Regions from separate parts of the Mus musculus genome. Here all the other regions are linked to region 1. A link is a contact called in public HiChIP or PLAC-seq and promoter capture Hi-C data. All regions are on one chromosome and are shown on one strand. The core of a region is the stretch at or near the end of the contact, and the rest is flanking DNA. Distances in the headings are between cores, read along the strand shown. Region 1 holds the start of Lrrc34 (leucine rich repeat containing 34). Region 2 holds the start of Cldn11 (claudin 11). Region 3 has its middle 3.0 kb from the start of Gm33641. Region 4 overlaps Prkci (protein kinase C, iota).

Region 1 (3,289 bases), core at 499-2,998:
TCAAAACTCACACCCCCATACTTGTGCTTCACCCGGTTCAGCCATCACCCCACCCCCACCTATGTTTTGCTTTTAATAAAAATAAACAAATAGGAGCTGAGGTCTCTGTTACGCAGCAGCTTTCCTAGTAGTTCCACTACTTTAAACTGTTACCTTTCCTTTCTTTTCTTCTTCTAAACACAGGGTCTCGCTGTGTTCTTCAGAATGGCCTTGAACTCACAGTCATCCTTCCCCGGCTACACAGGTATCGGGGATCACAGGTGTGTGCTAGCACACCTGGCTCCAATATTACTTTAAAGACATTTCTTGTGAACTCTGGGTCCTCCATAATGGAAGCCATGTTCTTACTCTTGTAAAACACTCATGCTACTGGCTTGATTATTCTACTTTCTGTGTACATGTATTTCAGAATACACTCTGCCACCTCACACTTTAAGTAGCCTGGCTTCTTAGATGCCAGCTGCTTCTCTAAATTTCTATATTTTAAAAGCATCCACTGCTGAGTGGCCATCTACACTCTAAGAGTTTACCACTCAAAGCTGCAGACCAAGACCTAAGATCTGCTATATTTAAGCTGAAAGGAAATGAACTTTTCTTATAATTTTTAAAATAGTTATTTTAAGTTTATTTGTGTTTGTATGTGTGTGAGAGAGATACACCAGGACTTAGGATATTTATAATATTTAGGTTCTGCTGAGCTTCGGAAGGGGGGATGGGACCTGAATGCCCCATTCTGAGATGTCTGTGGCACTTAGGGAAGGAACATCAACTAAGTGCAGTATTAGCATCCTGGAAACAGATGCTCCTGTGGTTTCTAAACAAAAGCCAGAGCTGGGCGCCTTTCTACTGGCGCCCTTCCTGCCTCAGGCTACTAACTTCTTGGGGGTGGAACACCAGCACTAATGGTGTCTGCCCTTCTAGGGGTCAAAAGCAAAGGCAGGACTTGAGTCTCTCCACGCTGTTTTCTTCAGAGGCCCCGTGACTGAGAAGGCAGCAGTCACACCCATGGGTGGAGGACAAAAGCATACAGTCTTTCCGCAGCCCCGTCCTCCTCTTCCATCAGGCTCCAGGTCAAACTAGCAGTGTCGGTGTTCCCTCCTTTATCATCTTATTTCCCTTATTAATGTCTCTCTGGGCAGTCTCTCCGGCCCCCACAACACACACTTTAAAACAATAGTCTAAAAGTAGTGGCAGGAACTCTGGTTTCTCACAACTGCCCAACAACTCCTGAATATATCCCCAGTCTTATGTTTAATTCGTTAAATTCATGGATGCACTCAAAGTGCACATGGAATTATATATATGAATGGAAATGTCACAATGAAATCCCTTCTTCTATATGATATTTAAAAAAAAATAAGATAAAGTGATTAAAAGAAACTGTGGGTAGTCTAGAAGTGGGAACTCAGAAAAACTCTGAGGAGCTTCTTGCTTATCTGAGGTATTTTCCCGTAACTTCCACAAATTCAGGGGCGCAGAGCCTCCCCTCCCCGCGGCATACCTCCCCCAGACCCTCCTCAAAAAGCAGGAGGGAGGCCAGAGCAAAGCCACTCTCCTCACGAAGACAGGGGACCAGCGTTGGTCAAGGGCGCCTCCATACCTGGGGCTTCTGCAGGCGGGATCCGCTGCCCTTTCCTTCGCCTAGAGCCCGGTGCCCCTTACCCAGCTCGCTTTGCGGACCTCGACCTCTAAAGAGGAAGGCCGCCGTGGCTGAGCTTTTTCAACAGTCTGCCCCTGCTCAGTCCTCACAGGGCTCGGCCCACTACGAGTCCAGTAACCAGAGTCGCTCCCATGGCAACCACAGAAGCTTCCTTTTGGAGAAAGAGGGAAGAGGCGGGGCCACCGTTAAGAGGGCGGGGTACTCTATAACCTCGAGGCCTGAAGTGGGAGGCAGTGATCATCACTTTAAGCCTATCCGCTCTAGGTTACACATTCTGATGGTGGAGCTTCGAGGGTTTAGGAGCCTCATCTGCTGGGCTAGGGACTAGGACTACAAACCCTGGTGACCCAGCCTGTCTCACCTTTTCCGAAGGGCTAAGCTCGGAATCTAATGGTAGAACCTCCAAGTGTGTAGTAGTTTAAAGGATTTTTTTTTTGAAGGGGTAGAGCCCCCTGGAAGAGTTTCCTTGAGAAGGCGACTTCCAGACTAATCTGAGATGGCCTATCCCAGTGCCAAGCTGCAGATGCACAGGTACAGTCAGTACTCAAGAGTATGGAGGCAGGCAAGGTCGTATCCATGTGGAGTCTTCGCATCTTCTTTGTAGTAAGGCTGTGAAGGAATGGGGCAGGATGTTCGGGACCCTTGGATGCTCGGTTGTAGACCCACCGATGATGAATCTAGTCTGGAAGTGGGGTCTGAAATAGTCACAGAAATCTAGGAGAGGTGATAAGTTAAAAGTGAATAACTAAATATGTAAGTCCTTGCCACATAGGCAATTTCCATCCCTCTGCCTCTACTACCAGGAAAGCCCGGGCAAGGCCGAAGTTCTGGGTGGGTACAGGAATTGAGTTTCAAGGTCCTTTCTCCACAGGTAGCATGCTAAAGTGCAGAAATATGTGCATTTACCCCTTGAGTTTCCAGGAAAGTCCCTAAGTTAGCCTCTGCCCCTTTCTGTCTCAGATTCTTTTGAATTAAGAAGGTAGAAGAAAGGAAAGGTTGGAGATGCTGTACCAGTGGGGTGGGAGGGGGAAAGGGGAGGGGGAAGGGGCAGGGGAGGGGTGGAGTGGGGTGTGCTCTGCCTCTGGAGCAAGCAGTACAGCAACTGACTGAGACCAGGATTCTTCTTAGTCCTACCTGCACCATCCCCAAAGGGCTCTTATCGATCAAATATCTAATGGAACCCTGGCTGGTGGGAAAACTCACCCTGCACTTGCGAGTACTCCAGACTAGAGGAGTTGCCCCTCTTGACAACCACGGAACTATTAAAAATTGTTCTCTTTGGTTGGGTTCTCCTGTCCCAGGCATGGTTGGTTTGTTCAGTTAGCTTTTTGTTTGCCTATGGAAGGCTGGCTTCTCTGCCTACCCAGCCTCACCAGACATGACCTTCCACCGGTCTTTTATATACATAGAGAAAAGTGGTTGCTGATCATTAATTTTCATCTCTGATAACTTTATATATAATATATATTATGTATGATATAATTTTTCTCAATGTCTTCTGGGGGTGATGGCAAGAGCTATGACCTTTTGGAACCTTCTAGAACTCATCTGAAACTAAATCAAAATAAGCATCTTAAAAAGTTATTTGTTTTTGTTTTTCTATTGTTTATAAGACGGGGGTCTCACTGT
Region 2 (3,289 bases), core at 506-3,005, 500 kb after region 1:
TGCGTCAAACACATTGCAGGAGTTATCCCCCATAGGCCACAGTAACAGTAATAAAGTGTTTGCCATTCTCACTCCAAGACCAACCCACCAGTCACATAGGCTGAGCCAGCCCAGTGCAAGGCCAACCCACCAGTCACATAGACTGAGAGACAGCCCACTCCAAGACCAACCCACCAGCCACATAGATATCCCACTAGTCTCCTTGATCAAGGGCAGTCTTGGCTTGAAGAGTTGGTGGCATGTATGACCCCATCCATCATGGGGATAACTGCAGCAAGCTCAACAGGATGATGAGCAAAATGTCCATTTGCTGAAATCTGCCACCATTTTAAATAGAATAAGAGGAGAGGGGGAAGAGGCCCAGGTGACTAGATCAAGCCATACAGTAAGATAAGCAATCCTTTTCTTGACTTAAAATTGCACAAGTCCGAAGCTGTAGCTCAATGGTAGAGCATTGTCTGGCTTGCTCAAGTCCGTGGGTTCATCCCCAGTGCCTCCCTCCGCCCAAGGGCACAGAATGAGCCTTATCTGAATGCGTGTAGAGAAGGGGGCTGCCTGGTAGCCTTTGCTGATAGCTTCTGCTTCCCACTCAATCTGGGCTATCGGTTTTCTCGGTGGAGAACAGAAGCTAACTTATTTACAGTGATCTGGGCAGAATGCCTGGCTTTTAATGTATCACAAATGGAACACCAAGCCCTTTAGGAACATTCAGAAAGTGATAACCAGGATGGATTCTCAGGAAAGGTCAGGGACAGGAATGAGCGGGGCCCACGGAGTCTCCTTCCTAGCTGTGTGAACTTCAGGAGCTTGTCCTTTGGGGGGCTGTTTCTTCTGTGTAGAATTGACAGTTGTCCCCACTGCAAAGTGTGGACAATTCAGTAAGCTGTGGTATAAGAACACATGCACTTATCAAGTATTAATAACAGTGAGTAATCGTCACCATTATTGTGACCAGAGTTAATTCTGCTGGCACCATCTTTATTGTGTTATTTGTTTCTTGCGAAGTGTGTATGTGTGTGTTTATGTGTGGCGGTGTGTGTGGGGTGTGTGTCTGTGTACACACGTGTGCACTAGGAGGATGTCCCGTGTCCTGCTCTATCCCCATCTACCTTATTTCCTCGAGCCACAGAATGGCACTGAACCTGGCTCTAGAATGGCAGCTAGCAAACTCAGAGGTCCTTCCGTATCAGTCTAACAGCACCGGGTTACGGACTTAGTAAGCACCATGGCAGGCTTTGTACTGGGTGCTGGGCATTGGGATTGAGGCTCTCTCGTGTGCCAGCGCAGTAAGGGCCCTCACTTACTAAGCTATCTAAGCCCTCTCCCCGGTCTTTTCTTATGGCAACATCGGAGTGCTGAATGTGTCCCCTCTGTTCCTTAGGGGCATAGGAAAATGTACTAGGTGCCCTTGGAAGTGTCCACAGCAGAGAAGAGGGAGCGGTCGGAGAGTTGGTAGAAGTTTAGGAGGGAGACATAGAGAGAGAGAGAGAGAGACTACTTCTCTAGGAGTGAGACTACGCTTAACAAACCCAACAGGAGCTGGACGCGCCCCCTTCACTCTGCGGGTCCCTATCGGGATGGGATTAATTTAATTCCCAGCGCTGACCGTGTGTCACCAGCCGTGGGGCAGCCTGCTGCCCCTCCTCAGCCCCTGCTCCCTTCTACACCCGCACCGAAGCCTGGCTTGCGATTGGCCGGCTCGTCTCGGGGGCTGTCGCGGATTGGCGCTTGCCAGCCCGGGCCCCGGAGTTTAAAGAGGGGGCGGGGACGCGCTGCCCAGCAGCGCTGCAGTCCCCTCCAGGCGCACCTGTCCCCGCTGCACGCTGTCGCAGCAGTGCTTGCAGCCGCTCTCTCCCCATCTCGAGTAGCCCGGAGCCAGCGGCTCGCGAGGGCCAAGAGGGCAAGCCTAGGGAAGGCTCTGTCCAGGACGACACAGGGGGCACAATCCGTGTGAGTCGAGCTGCGTGGACGTCGCTGCGGCCACCATGGTAGCCACTTGCCTTCAGGTGGTGGGTTTCGTCACGAGCTTCGTGGGTTGGATTGGCATCATCGTCACAACGTCCACCAATGACTGGGTGGTGACCTGCAGCTACACCATCCCCACCTGCCGAAAAATGGACGAACTGGGCTCCAAGGGCCTGTGGGCTGACTGCGTCATGGCCACTGGTCTCTACCACTGCAAACCCCTGGTGGACATCCTCATCCTTCCAGGTAAGGACTCCAAGTTTGCAAGCAGCTTCCAGAGGCAGGTTGGGCTAGAATTGGGGATTTTAGACAGGGCTCTCAGAAGTTTGGAGACTCAGAGACCTCTGGATGATACATTTTTGACATCTCCAATCCAACCCTGTAGGAGAATTAGTCCTAAAGAGCCACCTGTCAGCCTCAGTTTCTTTATCTGAACATGAGATGATAAAGGTAACACTGGTCAATCAATGGCTTTGAGAATTTCATGAATCAAATCATATACACATGGTGGGAAATCATATACACTATTGTTAATTCCCCATGATTTCATCATCCCAGGTACCCAAGCTAATCGACCAAAGAGACACTCCAGTCCTCCCCCCACCCCCACTGTGCCATCTCCAGTGGGCTTCCGATTAGAGCTGTCTATAGGCCCGAGGAGAAGAGAACAAAGGGCAATTTCAAATAGGTGTAGGCTGAGCTGAGCTTCTTAGACTGCATGGCACTCCGGAGTCACCCGGATGAGGTTCCGTTCACATTCGAGGAGTCTCTGGACTGCCCGGATTAGTGAGTCTCAGTTGGTTCTCTCAGTTCAGGGCCTGCTTATCTGACTTGTCACCATCTTTACCTACCGTTTGCCCCTGGGATTCCTGCAGTGACTGTGCTTCCCACCCTCTCTCTGCCAGGGTGACACCCTTCTCCAGTTCTGCTCAGCAGGCTGCTAGCTATTGGGAAGAACAAGTACCCTGCGGGGAGGAAACTCCACCAGGGAGACACACTCAATGCCTAGGGTCACAGAGTGGGGTGGGGTGGGGTGGTCGTGGTGGTGGTGGTGGTGGGGTCGGGAATGTCGGGCAGCCTTGGAAACCCAGGGTGAGGGAGTTTGGGAGGGAGCATCTTTGGGTGTCATGGGAAAGTTTTTGGAAACAGTTTTGAAACCTGTAGCCAGTTGGATGACTTGGGTGGTTGTGAGCACCACTTGTGGATTTCTGCTAGAAATCTGTCACCCCCTTTGGCTTCACTGTCACCTAGGTGAGGTGGCCTAACTCCCTCTGGCCTTGTCTGGGTCATGTATATATTTAAGGGCATAGCCAGGCCCTAAGGT
Region 3 (3,289 bases), core at 448-2,947, 410 kb after region 1:
CCTCGAACTCAGAAATCTGCCTGCCTCTGCCTCCCAAGTGCTGGGATTAAAGGCATGCGCCACCACCACCACCCGGCTGCTTTTCTAGTTCTTAATCTTGCCATGTTTTTTTTTTTTTTTCATTTTTTTGGCAAATACAAATATACTCGATAGTGAACAAAATCCAGCTTAAAGCACCACTGTTTCTGTTCCAAATGGCTGTTCTAAATATAGAAGTTCATTTGAGTGGCATGGTGTGGGTCTGGCTAATTTCAGCATATGGCGTGTTTTATCTGCAGAGTGTTCTCTAAAGTAGTTTAAAATAAAAAAGGAAGGCGCTGGGTTTTTAGTACTAGAATCTAAAACTTATCGCAAGCTGGGCACGGTGGCAAACACGAAATCCCAAGTGCTAACCTGGGAGACCAGAGGATCAGGAGTTCAAGAGTCTCCTTGGCTGTATTCAGAATTCCAGATCAACTTATGATAGAAGGCCTTGTCTTGGAGTTACTTAGGGGTGAGATGGTTCAGTAGTGCGGGCCCTTGTCAACAGTCCTCACAACGAAAGTGGAACCCCTGGGATCCACATGGTGGAAGTCGGGAAGCCACTCCTGGAAGTTGTCCTTTGACCACCACACAAGTGCCAAGCATCATTGTCTCCTCATGAATAAAAGTTTGAAATTTTTCGTAAGAACTTTGTGAGTAGTTCTCTGACTTTATATTAATACTTAAGAATAAAATATATATTGCAAAAACGTAACTTTGGAATTTTGGGTGTGCTTGTGGTACACAGGCCTCAGACAGTCTCAAGTGATCCTCGGGTCCATCTTTTTCTTTTGTTATTTTTGTTGTTAAGCTAGGGTTTCTCATTGGCCTAGAGCTTGCCCAAGTAGCCCCTGGAGAAAATGTAAGCAACCTTTTTTTTTTTTTTTCTTTTCTTATCACTAAGGTTTTCCCTAACACAGATGTTCCCGTGTACCGCAGGAGCTGTATTTGTGAATGGTCTGACTCAGTTTTACTGTATGGTTTGATTTTTGCTCATATTGTTGAAGATTGGGCCCATCGCTTCACACATACACGGCTGAGAAGCAACCCTTATGTTTTTGTGTCAACCTTGATGTTTTTCTAAACTTTCCTTATTTTAAGCTTAAAAGTTTAGTTCGTGCATTGATTGGGAGGTTTTAGAATATACTGGTTTTTTTTTTTTTTTAAATATTTATTATATGTAAGTACACTGTAGCTGTCTTCAGACACTCCAGAAGAGGGAGTCAGATCTTGTGATCCGATGGTTGTAAGCCACCATGTGGTTGCTGGGATTTGAACTCCTGACCTTCGGAAGAGCTGTCGGGTGCTCTTACCCACTGAGCCATCTCACCAGCCCCCGAAATATACTGTTTTTATTTGAGAATTCCATGCGTTTGTACAATGTATTTTGTTCATCCACCCTCCATATTCCATCTCAGCTCTAACTGGACCCCCTCCTCGCTGCAGCTAGATCCCTACTTGTCTTCCTCCCCTTCATAACTCATAGCCAATCAGAGCTGCCCCTGTGCACAGGGCTCTGGAGCCATCCACAGGACCACAGAGCAAACTACCAGCAGCTACGCTAAAAAATGACCCCCCTTCCCTCAGCAACCACCAGCTGCCGGTAGGTCCTTCCCTAGGAGTGGGACCTTGAGGCAACCCCCCCCCCCCGCGCGCACGCGCGCCCCAATTCATTTTGGAATTTGGTTTCATTTTTGTGCAAGTCTTACCGGCAGGCAGCCACAGCAACCGGGTGCATGAGTACAGTAGCCAGGTCAAGTTCGACAGAGCATTTTACTCCTTGGGATAGAGTATTGACATAGATGTCCAAGTTTTATGGCTGAATACACCTTTTTTTTTTTTTTTTAAGATTTATTTATTATATGTAAGTACACCGTAGCTGTCTTCAGACACTCCAGAAGAGGGCGTCAGATCTCGTTACGGATGGATGGTTGTGAGCCACCATGTCCGGAATTGAACTCATGACCTTCCGAAGAGCAGTCAGCGCTCTTAACCGCTGAGCCATCTCTCCAGCCCCCACCTATCGTTTATTCTTAGCACGGTGAAATTTGAGTTCACATTAACTGTTGCCCACTACAAACAAACAAACAAACAAGCAAGCAAGCTTTTCAGCCGAGGTGGAAAACAGATACATTTGATACATTTACGGTGAGAGTTGCTGGCACGGCGGCACGGAGCGGAATGTGGAAGATCCCTCCGGCTCTAGCAGGTTCCATGTTTTGCTGTGTAGGGAGGGAGGAGTGAAAACTGTTTTTTCTCAGCAGCAGCGGGGTTCTGGTGTGGGGGAGGGCGGGGAGGGGGAGGTGTAAATCGGCGCTCCACTGTGGCCCTGCAAGTCTGAGAGGAGGCAACATAAGTTCTACGGGAGTTGGAAAAGTGCAATTTTAAGGAATTTTTTGTTTGATACTATGAACAAATGTGTTGCAGAAAAGTTGATTTAGAATTTTTTTTTAAAGCATACGCATGCGTTTATGTAGGAGGTATTTCCTGGGTTAAAATGGTCTCTCCCTAGCAGTGTGGTTTGGGCTTGTAGGAGATCGGAAGTGGGACAGACAACTTTGGCCCTGGTTGGCTGAATGATGATGCTATGTCTCACCACTAGGGGTCAGTCTCTTGCCTAATGATGGTCAGAGTTACCCTGCAGAAGCGGTCTGAACTCACCCGCAAGTAGCCAGTGACCAAGAAGTTCAGGATTTTATCGGTGTTCATCTGTGTCTCGATTTTAATCGACTCAATATACTATACAAATTGATCTTCAGAATGAAATCTAAGTTATTTTGGAGTTTGACTTAAGTAGGATTCTTTCCCTCTGTAGGTACTGTAACTCTATGTTATCTTTATGGACTATGAGTGAGAACCTCCTTTGTGAGGAAATATATGTGAGGGTTTAAGTATGCCATGTTTCTCCTATGAAGAAGAATATTTCTAGTTGATAATGAAACTAAGGTGGGCAGAGGCAGCCACAGCAGGTACCTCTAATCTCAGTCTGGTTAAACGAGGTCCTGTCTCAAATCAATATAAATAAATAAATACAAATAAAATTAAAGTTGACTCGGTTATTAATGTGCACAGGAACTTAGTTATATCAAACGTTACAGGACATTAAAGTGGTGTCCTTTATTGATTTAACCTATAAATTCAGACACTCAGATTGTCATTCATAAACATGATTTAGCAGGGGCTATAGTGAGGCCCTAATTTGAATCCCTGGGACTGATAGAAAAATAACCAACTAAACAACCATATGAAAACAATATGGCTTAAGCTG
Region 4 (3,289 bases), core at 536-3,035, 380 kb after region 1:
CATATTAACATTTTGTTTGAAGCCTGCTGCTTATTTGCTTCTTTTTATAGCTAAAAACAAACAAACAAAAGGGCTGTGTGGAAAATAAGAATAAGCCTACTGGTCAATATCCAGATTTTATTAATTCTTTAATTACCTCAAAATTAACTACAATGAGCAAATACTCAGAATGTACTTGTATTTTATTTTAGACATTTAGAATTTGGTAATAGTGTTAGCTTTGAAAAATACCTTTCCTGGTCATTTTTGTTTTGTAATGACTTACATAGAGTGCTTTATGCATCAAACATATGGTCGAAAAAGGTCACATGTATCACGCAGGCCCTCAATCCAAGAAAAACAGAACAGGTTCAATGTGTGTGGTGTCTGTGCAGGGGTAAGTTAATGTATGGTTAACTAACAGGTTGAATGTGTGTGGTGTCTGTGCAGGAGTAAGTTAATGTATGATTAACTCACCGTCTTCTCACAAACCCCCTCAGAGCCTAGCTCATCATGACATTAGGTCCACAGTCCAAAGATGGTCATCTAATCCTGTGTCTTGCCCATCTATGGTTTGGGTTCCTTGACTGCCTCTCTGCTAGTTCTAAAGATCCATGAAATGGTGACAGGATAGTAAACTAGAGACAGGAGTAGTATAGTAGCTACCCCTAGTCACCAAGAGGGGAAGGTTCTGGTTCTGAACTATAATAGAATGTATTGTCATTCCCTCAGGAAAGCTCACTGCTACTCTCTGGGATTGGATCCCATGACTCTTAACATTGATGCTCTGATTCATCCTTCTCTCTTCCTAGGCTCTGTTTTGTAGTTCACTAATTTGCCTAGATTCTCTCCCACAGTTGAAAGACATAGCTCTTCATTTTGAACATTGTAGACCACCTGTGTATGGAGTTGTAACTGTTCATTGGACAAAAGCCATACTCACATCAGACTCTTCTAGACAAGGACTACATGTGTCTGAGGTTTGGGGACTAGAGAAATGGCTCATCAGTTGAGGGCACTGGCTACCTTACAGAGGACCCAGGTTTAATTCCCAGCACCTTCATGACATCTCACAACTATCTGTAACTACAGTTCCAGGGGATCTGACACTTTGACATATGCACATTCAAGAAGACACCACACCAATGCATATAAAAATAAAAATAAATTATTTTACAAAAAGAAAAGCCATTTGCTACTTTGGCCCTTCTGCCCAGTCTTCTGATCTTTGTATTTGCAGCCACTGATTCTGTAGATGCGTTTTCTGTTTGCTGTATTGCCTTCAGTGAGTGTCACCACACTCGCTCATTCATTTTGTCTATTGTCCGAACCGTTTTCTCTGTCTTCTGGCCTTCACAAGCAGTCCGTGGCTGCCATCTTCTGCCTTTCATGAAATAGAAAAGGCCACGTAAGTCTTCTTTTTGTGCCAGTTCTGGTTAGGTTTTCTATTTCTGTGCAACTTACCTTATAACTTAGTGATTCGAAAACTGACTTTCACAGTTCTGTGACTTATCAGAGCTAATGTTATAAATGTCCACAGAACATAAAAGGGAGTGAGGACTTGGCAGCTGAGTTGGAGAAAAGAACAGACACTGTTTTCTTTGAGACCATGTAGATAGGAAATGGTTTCTCTCAAGTAGTAAGCTGGGTTCTGTGCACTGTGTAATTGAAGATTAGTCAGAGCCAGTGGCATGTAGCATGCAGGAATGTGTCATAAAACCACAGGAATGAGCACCAGAGTAGCAGAGGGGAGGATCCAGTTCAAGCCCAGCTTTGCTCTAAGTGACTTGTTCATTGAGGAATGCACCTCGGATTTCCAGGGATCACTCTGCACTTCGCCTGCTTAGTTGAGAGAGGTGTGTCCTCCTCCCCTTCTGTGTGTGTAACTAAAATTCACCACTTACATTTAAGAGTAGCTGGAGCTGGTGTCCAGCCCTAGGTAGGACATCCTTCCCACCAAAGGCTCGGAACACGTCAGAGGAGGGGCATCTCAGAGGAGGGCTTCAAAGAATGTGAGAGATGCAGGAAGGCGAGGAATGCAACGCTGCCTTTGGGCTGTGCTGTGGCCTCTGCAGCCGAGGACTCACTGCAGCTGTGACCAGTGCAGGGAGGTCAGTCATCATCCCAGCAGAGAGGGCTCAGTGGGCAGCTGTGAACAAAGAAAGAGGCAGAAGGGGAGAAAGGCTCGTGGGGTGCTTCAGAGGAGTGGGAGGGAAAGTGGAGCTGGGGTATACATCATCAGGACGCATTGTTTCTATCTATGCAGTTGTCAAAGAGTAAAAGATGCTTTGTTTAAAGAGAGAAGAGAAACAAAAAGAAGGTGATGGAGAGGTGGGTGAGCAGTGAAGAACACTTGCTGTTCTTTTTGCAAAGGACCCAGGTTCAAATCCCAGCACCCACAAGGTACCTTACAACTGTCTGGAACTCTAGTTCCAGGGGATCTGATGCCTTCTGACCTGCCATAGACACACACACACAGTGCACAGACATATCTGCTAGCAAATATTTGTCAAATAAATCTAAAAAAAATTTTTAGTAGCTCAAGCTAGACTATTCTTAGTCCAGAGTACTTTAGTGGTTTCTTTCTTGTGACTTAATTGACCAAGGTTGTAATATGATACAATATCCATTACAGTCACTGCCTGTGTTAGGGTCCAAGAATCACCAAGGAATGATAACCCAGACTCAAATAGTATGCAAAAGCAAAGAGCATTTTTTTTCCAGCGGAATTTCCTGCATGCAGGGGTCTTTTCATTCAGGAATAGAGACACCGAGTGGGCTCGCAGGCCCAGCTTTTATTGTCAAGGGAATTCCAGTGTGTGTGTGTGTGTGTGTGTGTGTGTGTGTGTGTGTGTGTGTGGTATGTGCCCCTTTACCGTGATTGGTTAGCTCTACTCTAGGGATCCTTCAGGCCAAAGGACAAGGTGTCCTCAGATTGGCTGCCCATGGCTGCGGTTGGCTGACCACAGGTTCCTGGATCCCAGTTCTGTTTGTGGGAAACACAAACTTAGGCCTAGTCTCCCAAACTGTTTGCAGCCTGTCATGGAGTCAGCCTGGCTCTGGCTCAGTCCTCTCACCTGGAAGCCCTACCCATCCATAGTGTGGCAGTGGAACTGCTTTAGCTCCTTTTTAAAAGAAACTAGCAGCCAGGTCTGGTGGCATTAGCTTATAATACCAGTACTTGGTAGACTGAGGCAGGAGGATTGTCTGTTTAAAGCCAGCCCAGGCTATAGAATAAGTTCCAGAGCAGCCTGAGTAAATTACTGAGATCCTATCCCCAAACAGAACAAAACAGGGGTGGGGCTGGCTC

What was found. Promoter capture Hi-C pulls out the DNA fragments that hold promoters and counts their contacts. HiChIP or PLAC-seq counts read pairs in DNA pulled down with a chosen protein or histone mark. Capture Hi-C pulls out chosen DNA fragments and counts their contacts.
Region 2: a contact with region 1 is called in a promoter capture Hi-C map of adipose tissue. The contact joins the promoter of Cldn11 here to the promoter of Lrrc34 in region 1. A contact is called at or near these places in 8 of 39 promoter capture datasets (the C10 cell line, HPC-7-derived erythroid cells, cranial neural crest and 5 more) and 3 of 9 other capture datasets (adipose tissue, embryonic stem cells and macrophages).
Region 3: an H3K27ac HiChIP or PLAC-seq map of embryonic stem cells shows a contact between it and region 1, with 5 read pairs. The contact joins the enhancer-like site here to the promoter of Lrrc34 in region 1. A contact is called at or near these places in 6 of 39 promoter capture datasets (the 3T3-L1 cell line, 3T3-L1-derived adipocytes, embryonic stem cells and 3 more), 3 of 115 datasets of contacts at active chromatin or transcription factors (all in embryonic stem cells) and 1 of 9 other capture datasets (adipose tissue).
Region 4: a contact with region 1 is called in a promoter capture Hi-C map of the HPC-7 cell line. The contact joins the enhancer-like site here to the promoter of Lrrc34 in region 1. A contact is called at or near these places in 5 of 39 promoter capture datasets (the C10 cell line, the HPC-7 cell line, hematopoietic stem and progenitor cells and 2 more), 1 of 15 datasets of contacts at CTCF or cohesin (the NIH/3T3 cell line), 1 of 484 Hi-C or Micro-C datasets (embryonic stem cells), 2 of 115 datasets of contacts at active chromatin or transcription factors (both in embryonic stem cells) and 4 of 9 other capture datasets (adipose tissue, embryonic stem cells, liver and 1 more).

What each region holds. Positions count from the first base shown.
Region 1 is chr3:30,646,070-30,649,358 of GRCm38.p6, forward strand. It overlaps Lrrc34 (leucine rich repeat containing 34), which reads right to left and starts at 1,749. Exons shown (of 11, transcript NM_027941.1): 1 at 1,601-1,749. Lrriq4 (leucine-rich repeats and IQ motif containing 4) reads left to right here and starts at 1,900. Exons shown (of 6, transcript NM_001290510.2): 1 at 1,900-2,191. The coding sequence starts at 2,157.
Region 2 is chr3:31,148,165-31,151,453 of GRCm38.p6, forward strand. It overlaps Cldn11 (claudin 11), which reads left to right and starts at 1,756. Exons shown (of 3, transcript NM_008770.3): 1 at 1,756-2,211. The coding sequence starts at 1,986.
Region 3 is chr3:31,054,859-31,058,147 of GRCm38.p6, forward strand. No RefSeq gene overlaps it. Among named protein-coding and RNA genes, the nearest start is that of Gm33641, 3.0 kb to the right of the region's middle. Within about 2 kb of position 1,698, at least 156 of the 459 cell types and tissues checked have an H3K27ac peak or open chromatin away from gene starts, as enhancers often do. A contact at or near this core is called in adipose tissue, embryonic stem cells and hematopoietic stem and progenitor cells, where this site is marked.
Region 4 is chr3:31,021,291-31,024,579 of GRCm38.p6, forward strand. The region is part of intron 2 of Prkci (protein kinase C, iota); the gene reads left to right. Among named protein-coding and RNA genes, the nearest start is that of Mir7008, 16 kb to the right of the region's middle. Within about 2 kb of position 1,786, at least 161 of the 459 cell types and tissues checked have an H3K27ac peak or open chromatin away from gene starts, as enhancers often do. A contact at or near this core is called in the NIH/3T3 cell line, where this site is marked.